Linked DNA regions of Mus musculus: all the other regions are linked to region 2. Evidence: chromatin contacts called from public Hi-C data. All regions are on one chromosome and are shown on one strand. The core of a region is the stretch at or near the end of the contact, and the rest is flanking DNA. Distances in the headings are between cores, read along the strand shown. Region 1 has its middle 36 kb from the start of Gm42291. Region 2 has its middle 11 kb from the start of Gm34628. Region 3 overlaps Gm42291 (a long non-coding RNA gene).

Region 1 (4,216 bases), core at 1,345-3,844, 140 kb after region 2:
GAATAAAGGACACCCGCTTTTATTCTTGGGGCAGATGAAGAAACAATTGGACAGAACTGTTTTTTCCAACTATGATTTTTGTCTAGACCTAAGACTACATTTTAAAGTAGTTTTTTTTTTTTTTAAGGAAATGGCAACAAGGACATACTGGTGAATGGCTAGCATAGAATCCTGGCAATACCATTCTTCCTCCATATCTATGGTCTCAACCAAGCTCTGAACACTGTTTTTGCTTCTAGAAGAGAAAAGGTATAAAGTGACGCAAATATCTTCCTGGTAACTGGATGCTTCCTTTTCTCCGTAGGGCGCAATAAGACATTGTTCAAGCTCTGCTTCCTGTCCATGTCATAGTTTTATTTATGACACAAAATAAAAAGATCTGAGAGCTTCTCTAATGAGCGTCAAATTTGCAGGGGTCACTTCGCAACAAGAGAGCCAGGGTCAGGAACATAGATGTATGTTCTACCACGTTTTAAGTGATAAGAGGTTAGCACTTTAGCTCAGCAACACGGATGATCTCCAAGCTTTACAGACCCCCCCCCCCCCCCCCGCCGTGTGACACGCTACCTCTCACTCTTTGTTGTCATTCGTCCTGTTGCCTGACACCCTCACCAGCTTTCTTTCTCTCCCCTTCTCCCCAAACTTCAGTTCAGTTTCTCTGCTCTGTGGTGCCTTTGCCTATCACAAATTGTATATTCTTGCAAAATAACAAGTTTCATGGCCCCATTGGCTTTCACCTCTATCTCACTACACAGCAAGCCCTTTAAGAACTGAACTTGAAGTACCTGAAACATAGTTTTGGCAGAAAGTGTGTGTGTGTATGTGTGTGTGTGTGTGTGTGTGTGTGTGTGTGTGTGTGTGTGTGTGTGTGTGTCTGTGTGTGTGTGTGTAAGGTGGTAAGTGGTTTTCATCATTGATTTTTCAAATTCTTATTGTCTACTTTTTCCCTTTTATTTTGAGACATTTCTTATACATTGTTCAGGCTGGTGTTAAATTTGTGTGCTCAAGTGGTTTTCTTTCCTCAACCCTTCAGGCAGCTGGTAATGGTAGACATGTGTTATCACACCGAGCTTTCTCTTATCTCTGATATGCAGGTTATATGTGATCTTGAGAGACTTGTCTTCCAGTCCCGGGGGTTGGGGGCACAGTTGGAAAGTTCCTAAGTGCTAGAGACACGTGTGAGTTAAAAATGGCAGAGAGTTAATGGGTGGAGTGGGCGGTGCTTACCTGAGGCAGTGTGCCCAGGAAAGGCTTCTCAGAAGCTAAGACTGTGACTTCTGGGAGAGGCCCAGGATAGACAGCATACAGGGACAAGGGCTGTTGACATGGAGAATTTGGCTTGTGTGTGCAAGAAATGAAACACTTGGAGCACAGTTGGCGTGGAAGGGAAGTCACTGATGCATTGGAAAAATAGCAGGGGCTGATTCCATGGAGCCTTTGACCTAAGTCCTGATGAGGACCTTGTGGTTCCTGCCAATCAAAGAGTTGGGAGTTATTTAGTTAACAAGGGAACACGGTCTGATTTATGTACTAGAAACGTTGATCTAGCTCTCGGGTCTAAATTCATTTAATGGAACAAGGTGAGACCACTGAGGCTACCTATGGTTGTAGCTGAGAGGAGGTGGTGACTTGTACAGAGGAGAAGTAATAGCAGAAAGAGGAACTATCCACAGTACCTGGTCTCCAAGAATATCTCTGTGTTAGTAATAAAATGACTAGATGATGCTGTTTTCTGAAGTCAGAGTGATGAGTTGGTGTTAGGTAGATACTGTATACAGATAAAGCAAGAAATCTGGGTAGGCAGGTAGGCAGTGTGGTGAACACGTATGCTTCATGATCTACATATGTCATCTTAAATTTTAAGACGAGTTTTATGCTAGGATGGGAGAATGGCCAGATGCATACTTCTGTGGTTGATCCCCTAGGTCTTAGTATCACCATGTGGTAGTTATTTTACACACAAGCAGCACAAACATTTGTATCTGGACATTGTGTGGCTTATTTCAGGTTTTGTTTTATTGAAAAGCACTAACTGGCTTCTCCTTTGGATGGCTTGCTTTTCCTAACTGTGGGTGCCACAATCTCAGATTCAAACACATTCCCAGGTTTCAATACTCATGTCTCCAAAATATCAGGAAAAAAAAAAGAGTTCCCAAATGCTAGATTAGCACGTGCTTTGTAACAGGTATTACTCAGTGTCCAATTCGAAGGTGTGTGTGTGTGTGTGTGTGTGTGTGTGTGTGTGTGTGTGTGTGTGTGTTGTATGCAAATGCATCATGAAATAGAAATATTGGATATTCATATACTTTTCATATTTAGAACAGTGTATGCTGGATAGCATACACTTCATAAATACTTATTTAATTTGAAGAAATTGAATCTAGTCAGAAAACTTTCCTAAACTAGCATGCTTTAAACACACCCTTTCTCGTCTTCCCTCCCTCCCTCTCCTCCCTCCCTCCTCTCATCTATCCCTTCCCTTTTGCCCTTTCTTTCCCTTTCTTTGACTCTTTTGTTCCTGGTGTAGGCAGTCTAACTTCTAACTGATATCTCAATGTTTTGTTAGCTGTTGGTGAGTCAGGAGAGCTTGAAGTTTGGAGCCAGGAATATTTTTATGAGACCTATAAATATGTGAGAATCACGAGCTCTTCCTCTCTCAGCAGCAAGATGCAGTCCAGTAGGCTACTGTAGGGTGAAGGAGACCTGCCATCACAGTTCTTGCTCTCAGCCATGATCTTGAAATAGGGAAAACATTAGGCTTGTTGCTCACTGGGGCTTATACTGCCTTGTGCCCAGATTCAACGTTGTCAATGGAGTTTCCTGGTACTGAAACATAAATATTTAAAAAATATACATGGCTTTTAATTTGAAATGGGATCTTTTCAACTCGAAGGTTAATTTGATTTTGAAGGTTGAACATCAGTTTGTGTGTTTTTTAAATCTTGAGTTCTGGGCTCATGAAGAAAAGCAAATGGTGTGTGTTTTTATGACTGTGGTGACCTGCAGAAGCCTCTCTGGTGGACACGATAAGAAAAAAATTCTTAGTAACTTCCTCTTATATGACCTGTCCTGAACAGAGGCATAGATGTCTCCCAGCCTTTTCTGGGAAATTTAATTGTGAGAAATTCAAGGAAAAGACTAAGATTCCTTCTTGTCTAAGTTTCTTCCATAAATTACATCACTGAGGATCAAGGTTGCTGGGTGGGGGTACAGTGAATCTTGGATTGAGTAGCCACTGCTATTGAACAAGAAGTGCTGGTGAGAACTCCTTTGCTTGGGTCCTGTAGGCAATGCTTTTCTAGATGACAACAAGAGAATGTGAAAGAAATAACAAAAGTGGGACTAGTCCTTCTTGTCCTTATGTGGCAGGCACTCACACACACATGTGGAGGCAGTGCCACTTGCCTTGGTAATGACAGAGCCTCTCACCAAATCTGAGTTCACCAGTAGACTAAACTGGCTAGGCATACAGCTCCAGCCATCTTCTGGTCTCTTCCTCCTCCGGGCTAGGATTACAGGGATATAGCATTGTGGCCAGCGTTTATGTGGGAGCTGGGGATCTGAACTTAGATCCTCATGCATGTATGACTTTCAGTGACTGTGTTCTGGGCTTGCTCTTTTTATAAACAGTTCTCTCTCAGGAACTAATCGAGGGCTGTAACACTGACAGTACCCTTGGAAGACAGTATCCATCCATTCATGAGACCTCCCAAGATTTAATTACCTTCTGTGAGATTTTACCTTTGAACGATCTCAGAACTCAATCCTTCCATCCACATGGGAGAGCAAGCTACCAGCAAAAGATAACGTTTAGGGGACAAGCTGTATCCAAACCATGGGAAAAGGAAGTCATTTTTATTTGTTTTCTCTGGCAAAACCGACATTATTTTTGGAACACGTGTTCATATTTTCAAAATGGAAATACTCTCATTAAAGTTGCTTAGTGAACAACCTACAAGGTAGCCAGGCCAAGATAAAATAAACATATGGACAATACAACACAACAGAACACAATACAGCACAGCACAGCACAACACAACACAACACAACATAACATAACACAGCACACGAGGAGAGCATTGAAGAATTTATTTCTGTCTAGATACTTAAAGAAATAGAGGGTAGTGACAATTAGCAGTATGTGTCAAACCAAAACAATGCTTCTGTCACCTGGATGCTTTATCCTGAAGGATCTGGGCCATACCTCACACTCCCC
Region 2 (3,928 bases), core at 517-3,016:
CTTCATTTTTTTTTTTAAATATCAATCAGCCTCAGACTCACATTCTTTTAAAACAAACAGAGGTCAGTGGAAAATCATACTGGGAAATGGATGCAGCTGGACAGAGCGACTGTTGTAAGATCACGCACAGATCCAGTGGCTCTAAGGTAGTGCCTCCTTGTGGTTTTCCTTCTGATTTACCTACCACAGTTTTCATTACTCCCAAATCCTTCCTCTGAAGGAAGGGAGACAGAGAGAGACAGAGAGAGAGAGAGAGAGAGAGAGAGAGAGAGAGAGAGAGAGAGAGAGAGAGAGAGAGAGAGAGAGAGAAACATTTATCAAGAGAGCAATGTCGCCCACACCGATGGACCTGCCGCCATCCTATTCATTTGTTCTCCTTTGCTGTCACAGTGGCAGCTCATCTGATGAGCCACAGGGTGATCTTCTTCCTAAAATTCATGCGGAGGAACAGTGAGACAGTGCTGGTCGCTCCATTCATCAGATAACCTACAGTCTCCTTGGAGGCTGGGAGGGGAGAGTTGGCCTCCTGAGGTTTATCTTGGACAGAAGCCAGCCAGCCTATGGCTAAAAGAATGAGCCACTTTATCTTGTCAAACATCTCCATTAAATCATGGCCAAGGGAGAACCAATGAAACTGGATTTTGGTGCAAATGATCACTTGTGAATGTGCATCATGCACACACATACACACAATATATATATATATATATATATATACATATATACACACACACACACACACACACACACACACAGATATATCATGTGTATATACATTATAATATATACGCACATGTGTTATATATAGTCACTGTGTATATAATATCATATATAAGCTTCTCTCTCTCTTTCTCATTGCTCTGAAGAGAGCTGAGCTGAGAAAGCCATGCTTCTACATAACTGCTTCACTTGTTTGCTCTTGCAGAGTGTGCCCAAGAGTGTTCCTTTAGCGCCAGCATTTTTACCGCTCTATATTTAGAGTAGAAGTCTCTGCTCAGCCAATAAACTTTTAAAGCAAAGACCCTCGAATCAAAAGAACTATTTCTTCTTCCTTATCATCACCCTTTGTACAGTTGGAAAGACACAGGCAAAGTGTTTCCTTGAGCCATAACCATGCCCACTTTTGGCCAATCAGTTTTCTCTGTTATCCCTCCAGTGGGACACTGTAGGTCTGTCTATTCGGAGAGTTTGCTGAAATATATCTACAGAAGATTCATTTAAAAACATGCCATCAGTGACCTTGAAGACCTTCATTACCCTAAATAGCTGAAGCAACTTTCTTGCCTCTAAACTATTTCCCTTCCTTGCATGCTTTTCCTCCTTGGTCACCCTGGGACATCTAGATCACATGCCATTCTCCACATGAGATCTCAAGGAATAATCGACCACTTTCTCATTTGTGCTTCCTCTGTGGAACTAATAGCCATGGAAACATCACCAGTGTATGTGACCATTGTGAGGTTATGTGTCTGGTTGTCTCAGTGTGCTGTGAGCTCTTCCTTAGTAGGGGCATCTCTCCCTCATCTATCCATAATACTTCAGTCTATCCAGGGGCAAGGTTTCTGTGGGTGAGCATGTATACTCGCCCCTCCTGTTGATTCACTGGGCTGCTGCTCTTGACTTATTCAGACTCTTGTCTTACCTGTAAGGAGTGGACTCTGCAGAAATCCTTGCCAGGAAAGAATCTGAGGTACGAGTCACAGCATCTCTGCTTGCTCATGGCAAGAACTGTGATGATCACGCAGTCCAGAGTCCCGGGGCCTTGTTCACAAGCTCAGATACATCTTCTGAGTCACACTTGGCTAGTTATTGCTTGAGCCTCAGTTTGAAGAAGGAAAAGACCCAGTTCTTTCCTACAGTCTTCTCTAGAGGTTTCTGCTGCAGGTTTCAGTGTGAAGCTTGAGCCTTCTTAGGAGTGTTTTGTGAGTTTGGTTCAGTTTTTGTTTTTGAGATAAGTTTACACAGACAAGCTTTCTTTGGAGGAGAGTGTAGGTCTGTTGGAAATCCCATTTTTGTACAAGTTGCAACTGTGAATTCTCAACTACACTTTCAGCTTACTAGGAAAGTGCTAGGCCTTCCTCAGGCAGTTATAGTGAATATGACTTGTAATTGTGGAGGAGACCAAAGTATGTCTGGAGCTATATTCTAAAACAGAGGAGTTGATCAGACACGTTGGAGGGTTAGTTAACATTTTTGCTATTTCCCGGGTTTTTCAAGAGAGCAAAAAGGAGCCTCTCTAGCCTCTCAAAGGAGATAAATTGTGATGAATCTCTGATACAATCTTGGTTGTGATGGGTATTGGTTAAAGTGAATGGCCACCAGTACAAAGTGACATACACAAAGCAGAGCACGTCTGTCCACTCCTTTAGAACTCCATTTCTAACAATTGACCTTTAATTAGCACTGGCTTTTGGGGGTGTTCAGTTCTGTGGGCATCTTACGTTAAACTCCCCCAAGAGTTCAGAAGCCTTCTAGAATACATTTATGACATTTATGATAAATATAGGTTTAGAGTAGAGGTAGACTCCATCTGATGGTATAGATCCTGGTGATTTATAGATTATATAGATTCTTTGTTAAAATTTGTGGCCCAAGGCATAAGAGAAGCAGAAGAAGAGATGATAATTTTTGTTTTAGTTTCATTTTGATTAAAATAATGGTTTTGTTGAATTTAAGTAAGAGATATCAGTGGAATATCAGTGGAATGCTAATATGGAAAGGGGAAGATTTCACAGGGTCCTTGCCCTAGACAAAAATTTATAGGTAACTATTGATGGCTGTGAGAAGAAGAATCAGTCTCTCTCAGGGATGAATCCCATTGTACAATGGACACATATATGTGCACATGTGCTGGGGGGGTGGGGAGAGAGGGAAAGGGGGAGGAAGAGGGAGAGAGAGAACAAACTAGTATCATCAGTTTTTATTTAACTATACTTGTGTTCACATATGTGTGGGTGACAGTAATCAAGAAAAAGAGGCTATTTATTTGAGAATGGGAAACAGGAAGGGAATGGGGAAAGGTGGCTGGTATGGGACTGGAGGAAGGAAAGTGATCTAATTTTATTTCAACTAAGAACACATTAAATAAATTAAATAATTAAATATAAAATTAAAACTTTGCTTGACCAGTCCCTACATATACTATCTGAGACAATGACTTAGTCATCTTCATATAAATATCCAACATTTTATTTATAAGTTAATTTAGATATTTGGACTATACAGAATGACAGATAAGTTTCCTTTAATGAGCCAGTGTCAGGAGGTTGGCAGTGACTGCCAAAGACTTTTGGTTCCCCTCACCTCTCAAACAATGAGTCTTTTAAAATATTTTTCTTTTAAAAAAATCCCTTTCTCATGTAACTTTAACACCATATTGCACTGTATGTCCATTTATATACTCTGACGCTTTGGAAGATGACAGATCATTATAATGGCTAAATTATTTTTTTCATTCTCAAAGAAGCAAGTTTTAGCCACTTGGTACCATGGCCCCTGGTTGAGGTTGGATGGCTAAGGAACTCTGAAGCCTAATCACATTCAGTAAGAGAAGACTTAGGGCATCTGTGACATGGATGTACAAGGGTAGCAACACGTGAATTCTGATCGGGCTGGGTGGTCTGTTTACAACTTTTACCTTAACTCTTGAGCTCTCTGAGACTCTATGCCCACTAGAGGCATGCTATGTCTACTTAGTTAGAATTAGTTATTTTTATTATGATTTGGGTGTAACTTTGAAGTCTGGGAACAGAACAAAACCTCAAAGTCATCAGTTTAGTGGCTGTACACTAATAGATGACATTTACAGAGTTTTCTATTTGTGAATCATAGCACTTCCTGGGTAGTTAAGATGATGTAAGATATACCTATAGGACACGGCAATACTCTAGTTTGTTCCCTTTTGTTCTTGCAGCTTTCATGGCCACTG
Region 3 (3,987 bases), core at 430-2,929, 180 kb after region 2:
AGTGCTATCAGGTTTGAGGAGTGAGAGAAGGTGCAAAGATGTAGATGGTGTTCTGAGGAAGCTCCACAGCTTCTAAACACAGTGAGTCACACTGCCAAGCCAGGACTGGGCTCCCTTCATCTCTCACCAAACCAGGACCAAAGCAGTTACTGAACCTGTCCAGCCTTGCCCTTGGTAACGCAGATGTAGGAGGTCTGCAGCTTTCTTAACTTAAAGTTCAAATATAAAATGCTTGGAAGACTTCACAACAAATTTAGAAAAAGATCTAAAGCAATTTTTAAAAAGAAGATTCAATAGCCTAAATGCACAGTAACCCTTAAAGGTGTGGTTGAGTTCAATGGAAACAAAACTCCTTTTGAATCTCTCATCAGTCCTTGCATTTAAATATTTACTGACCATCAAGTTTATGTTTGGGCCAGAGCCGAATCATGCAAGTGCACAGAGAAATGCAATGATGATTCTTGTGACCTCCCTGCCTGGTGTGGGCAGGTAGACAACGTTCCTCCATGGTGCTCTGAGTGGCCAGAAGGAGACAAGGATTTGGACTCTCACATGAAAAAGTCAGCAACTGGGAGACTGTAAGACTGGGACAGGAAAATAAGAAGGGGCTTACTAGATGAGAAGGGAGAACACTGTAGGTGCTAGAGAAGGGGAGAGCGCAGATAGAAGAAAGAGCATGCTCAGAGGAGAGAGGCACTGCCATCCTCCGGTAATAAGCTAGAGTATTCAGCTAAAGGGCTTTGATGGCTGGGAAGCTGTCGTAACTCTGTGAGGCTGGAAACTGAGTCCTATCTGCAGAGGAATGGGCAAAGAAATCGTGGCTTGTGTGCACTGGAAATTCTCTCCATCCAAAAGTGACTGAAGATGTGTCACTTCTTCAAGAAAATGGATGTGACTGTTAATAGTTCTTTTTTTAATTAGGTATTTTCTTCATTTACATTTCCAGTGCTATCCCAAAAGTCCCCCATACCCTCCCACCCCACTTCCCTATCCACCCACTCCCACTTCTTGGCCCTGGCATTCCCCTATACTGAGGCATATAAAGTTTGCACCACCAATGGGCCTCTCTTTCCACTGATAGCCGACTAGGCCATCTTCTGATACATATGCAGCTAGAGACATGAGCTCTGGGGGTACTGGTTAGTTCATATTATTGTTGCAGATCCCTTTAGATCCTTGGGTACTTTCTCTAGCTCCTCCATTGGGGGCCCTGTGATCCATCATAGTTCTTGTATACAAAGAAAGCTTCAGCAAGTTGTGCCACATGTCTTCTCTTATCTGTGGCTCCAACACTTTACCTAGATATGTAAAATCGTGTATGTACAGGTGACAGGAAAGTAGAAGTGAACAAGGGGGTCTAAACACACTAACGGGAAAAGGAAAAGAGGTTAGTGAATGAGGGCAGGAATATGCCCAACATACATTATATACTTGCAAGAAAATGCCCTAAAGTAACTTATTACAATAAAATAAAATACAATCTGAAAGTTATTTTTCTAATATTAGTAATCTATTAATATTAATATTCTAGATGGCATCCATGTTATAGCCATCAGAAGCTTGAGGAGCTGGTGAGTCACTGACCAAGCTGGTTCAGTCACCCATATGACAGTTGGATGCTTCAACTCATTGCTATGTGTTCTCAAGACACGGAGGCTAGCCTGACCACGGCAAAGTGTTTCTAGGCTTCATAGTGACACATCATTATGTTCAGACTGTTCTATTGGCTTACACAGGTCACTCCTGCACTGTGAAAACTGGCCCTCTCTAAGGAACCAGAAGATGAGGCTATTGGGACTATGGGAAAGGTTTACCAACCTCCTGTGTGTATAGAAGAAACTTTCTTATCATGAGCCCCATAGTTCAGATGCAACTGCCGAGCTTATGTGTGAAGAGAACAGTCTGTGATGGGAAGAATTCGGTCCACAAGCAGAGAGCTGAGCCTCCACTGTTGCTGTGTATGTTCTCTAGGGAGGTCACCTCACTTTGCAGGCTTCACATTCCTCATCTATGAGGTCAGTCTAACAGGCAGATTTCCCAGAAAGACTGGAGAAGAACGTGAGGATCAGATATGGAAGGGGCTGTGAATGCCAGAGGAAGAAGCTAAGGAGTTATCTTGTTGACCGTCAGTGAAGCTTAGCAGCCTTTAAACTAGGGAAATGAGGACATGTGGACCACTTTGACAGAGATTCTGTATGCAATATGGACAGAAAGTAGAGGGATTCAGACACAAACTAGACTAGAGTCTCCCAGTGCTCACAGATGAGACACATGGACCCATTCTTAGCTTCTGGTGATGGGAAAGACATTACAACCTCACTCAACACTAAAATAGACTTGAGGACCACTCAGCACCTCACAGCCCCATTTCTGTTTCGGCAGCATTTCAAAGGAAAAATAAAAGACTTAGTGTCAAAAAGATTATAAATATTTATTATCCATTTACCTTCTCCATCTTGAATTCCAAAGAACATCCTGGGTTTATAGAATATAATCTTTGCCTGAGAACTTAGGGTCTACCCTGAAAGCTACAAAAGCAACAGAAAGGCAGGAACCCCAGAAAGAATGTCTCCACAGGAGGCTCTGCATTGATGTCAAGTTCCTGTCCATAGAGTTGAGTCAGGCTTTTACTCTCGTCATCAGGGCATTGAAACAGCATAATCCTGGATGGCAACACCGGGCTGTTTTCATCATCATGGTGGAAAGTGATTAAAAACAAGAGACTAGAATCTGGTATCTTTAAAAAATAGGGGCTTATCCTGCTTCCCTTGAATTCAGAAAGACATGCAGTCATTCCTGTTTATATCTACTCAAACTGAACTGACTTCGTGTATGTTTTAAAGCTACAGTGGAGACAGATATGAGCTCAGAGCTAAAGGCTTCAGTGGGAGTACAGCTAATATTCTGGATTTAATTTTTTTATTTGTAGTGTACATAAGGATTGGGGTAGAAGCTGCTTTCAGGGCTTTTCTTTGAATAACAGGAATGTCTCCTACTAAATGCAACTGAAAGATTAGAGAAGAGACATAAAAAAGAATTTTAAGACCATGATCCCCTGCTGTCCCACTTAAATAAACTCTCTCTTCTATTAATTATTGTATTAGACCATAAGCTACAGAGCTTAGAAACTCCTACTCTTTCCACAGACTCACTCATGCGTGGAGCATCTGTGATTGATGGACCAGTGAGATTGAAACGTGCAAATGGAGATGAAACAGACCAAGATTAAACATCTTCTGGGTATAGAATGGCATTGTTCCAGAATCTTAAAACTGGCCAGGCTCTGTAAGGATGATGCTTCCTCTCAGTCAGTTACTCAGAAAATCCCTCCCCTTCCTGAGCCTCCAGATTGCCCCAACCAACTTCCTGTTTCAAGAGCATTACTTAACAAATATTGGATGAGGACCTAAAAGACCCTCACAGAACCAGGGCCCCTAGGAAGAATATGAAGGTTACAGAAATTAAGAAAGAGCTCAAGTTCACAGGACCTTAGAGTCTGGGGCAGTTTCTCAACTAAGATGAACAATAGAACTACCCCAGCCTTAAAAAAAGGACTAATAAGCCCCACTGCTAGCTAAGCTATGATCCCCAGGGTGAAGCAACATTGAGAATCACTAGGAAAGAGACAGGGATAGCAAAGAATTGTCATGGTTTTGTGCTGAGTGAACAAAAGTTTTCTTGGATCAGAGGAAGGACTCAAGGAGCCAGAGGCTTGCTGAAGCCACTTGGCATTTCCTGTTTTGCTTGATGGGGGAAAGGTAGCAAGGAAAAAAAAAGGGTGTGGAAATGATGGAGGGTTAGGTGCAGCATGTGCCTATGAGCACAGCATGCCTGATAATTGCAAGTTCTGCAGTTACCTGGAGTGAATGCTTTCATAGTGAAATAAATACGTAGTCAGAAACAGAAGAGAGAGACAGAGACAGACAGAGAGAGAGAGAGAGAGACAGAGAGAGAGAGACAGAGAGAGAGACAGAGAGAGAGACAGAG

The links. A called contact is a pair of places that touch in the nucleus more often than the background predicts.
Region 1: a contact with region 2 is called in a Hi-C map of the C2C12 cell line, with 3 times the contacts expected there. The contact joins two enhancer-like sites. A contact is called at or near these places in 1 of 39 promoter capture datasets (hippocampal neurons), 2 of 15 datasets of contacts at CTCF or cohesin (the NIH/3T3 cell line and embryonic stem cells), 29 of 484 Hi-C or Micro-C datasets (the C2C12 cell line, the C3H10T1/2 cell line, LSK cells and 20 more) and 1 of 115 datasets of contacts at active chromatin or transcription factors (bone marrow-derived dendritic cells).
Region 3: a contact with region 2 is called in a Hi-C map of the C2C12 cell line, with 2.9 times the contacts expected there. The contact joins two enhancer-like sites. A contact is called at or near these places in 3 of 484 Hi-C or Micro-C datasets (the 3T3-L1 cell line, the C2C12 cell line and epidermal suprabasal cells).

What each region holds. Positions count from the first base shown.
Region 1 is chr4:56,349,594-56,353,809 of GRCm38.p6, reverse strand. No RefSeq gene overlaps it. Among named protein-coding and RNA genes, the nearest start is that of Gm42291, 36 kb to the right of the region's middle. Within about 2 kb of position 2,594, at least 4 of the 459 cell types and tissues checked have an H3K27ac peak or open chromatin away from gene starts, as enhancers often do. A contact at or near this core is called in the C2C12 cell line, where this site is marked.
Region 2 is chr4:56,487,364-56,491,291 of GRCm38.p6, reverse strand. No RefSeq gene overlaps it. Among named protein-coding and RNA genes, the nearest start is that of Gm34628, 11 kb to the right of the region's middle. Within about 2 kb of position 1,766, at least 12 of the 459 cell types and tissues checked have an H3K27ac peak or open chromatin away from gene starts, as enhancers often do. A contact at or near this core is called in the C2C12 cell line, where this site is marked.
Region 3 is chr4:56,303,828-56,307,814 of GRCm38.p6, reverse strand. The region is part of intron 2 of Gm42291 (a long non-coding RNA gene); the gene reads left to right. Among named protein-coding and RNA genes, the nearest start is that of Gm42291, 10 kb to the left of the region's middle. Within about 2 kb of position 1,679, at least 60 of the 459 cell types and tissues checked have an H3K27ac peak or open chromatin away from gene starts, as enhancers often do. A contact at or near this core is called in the C2C12 cell line, where this site is marked.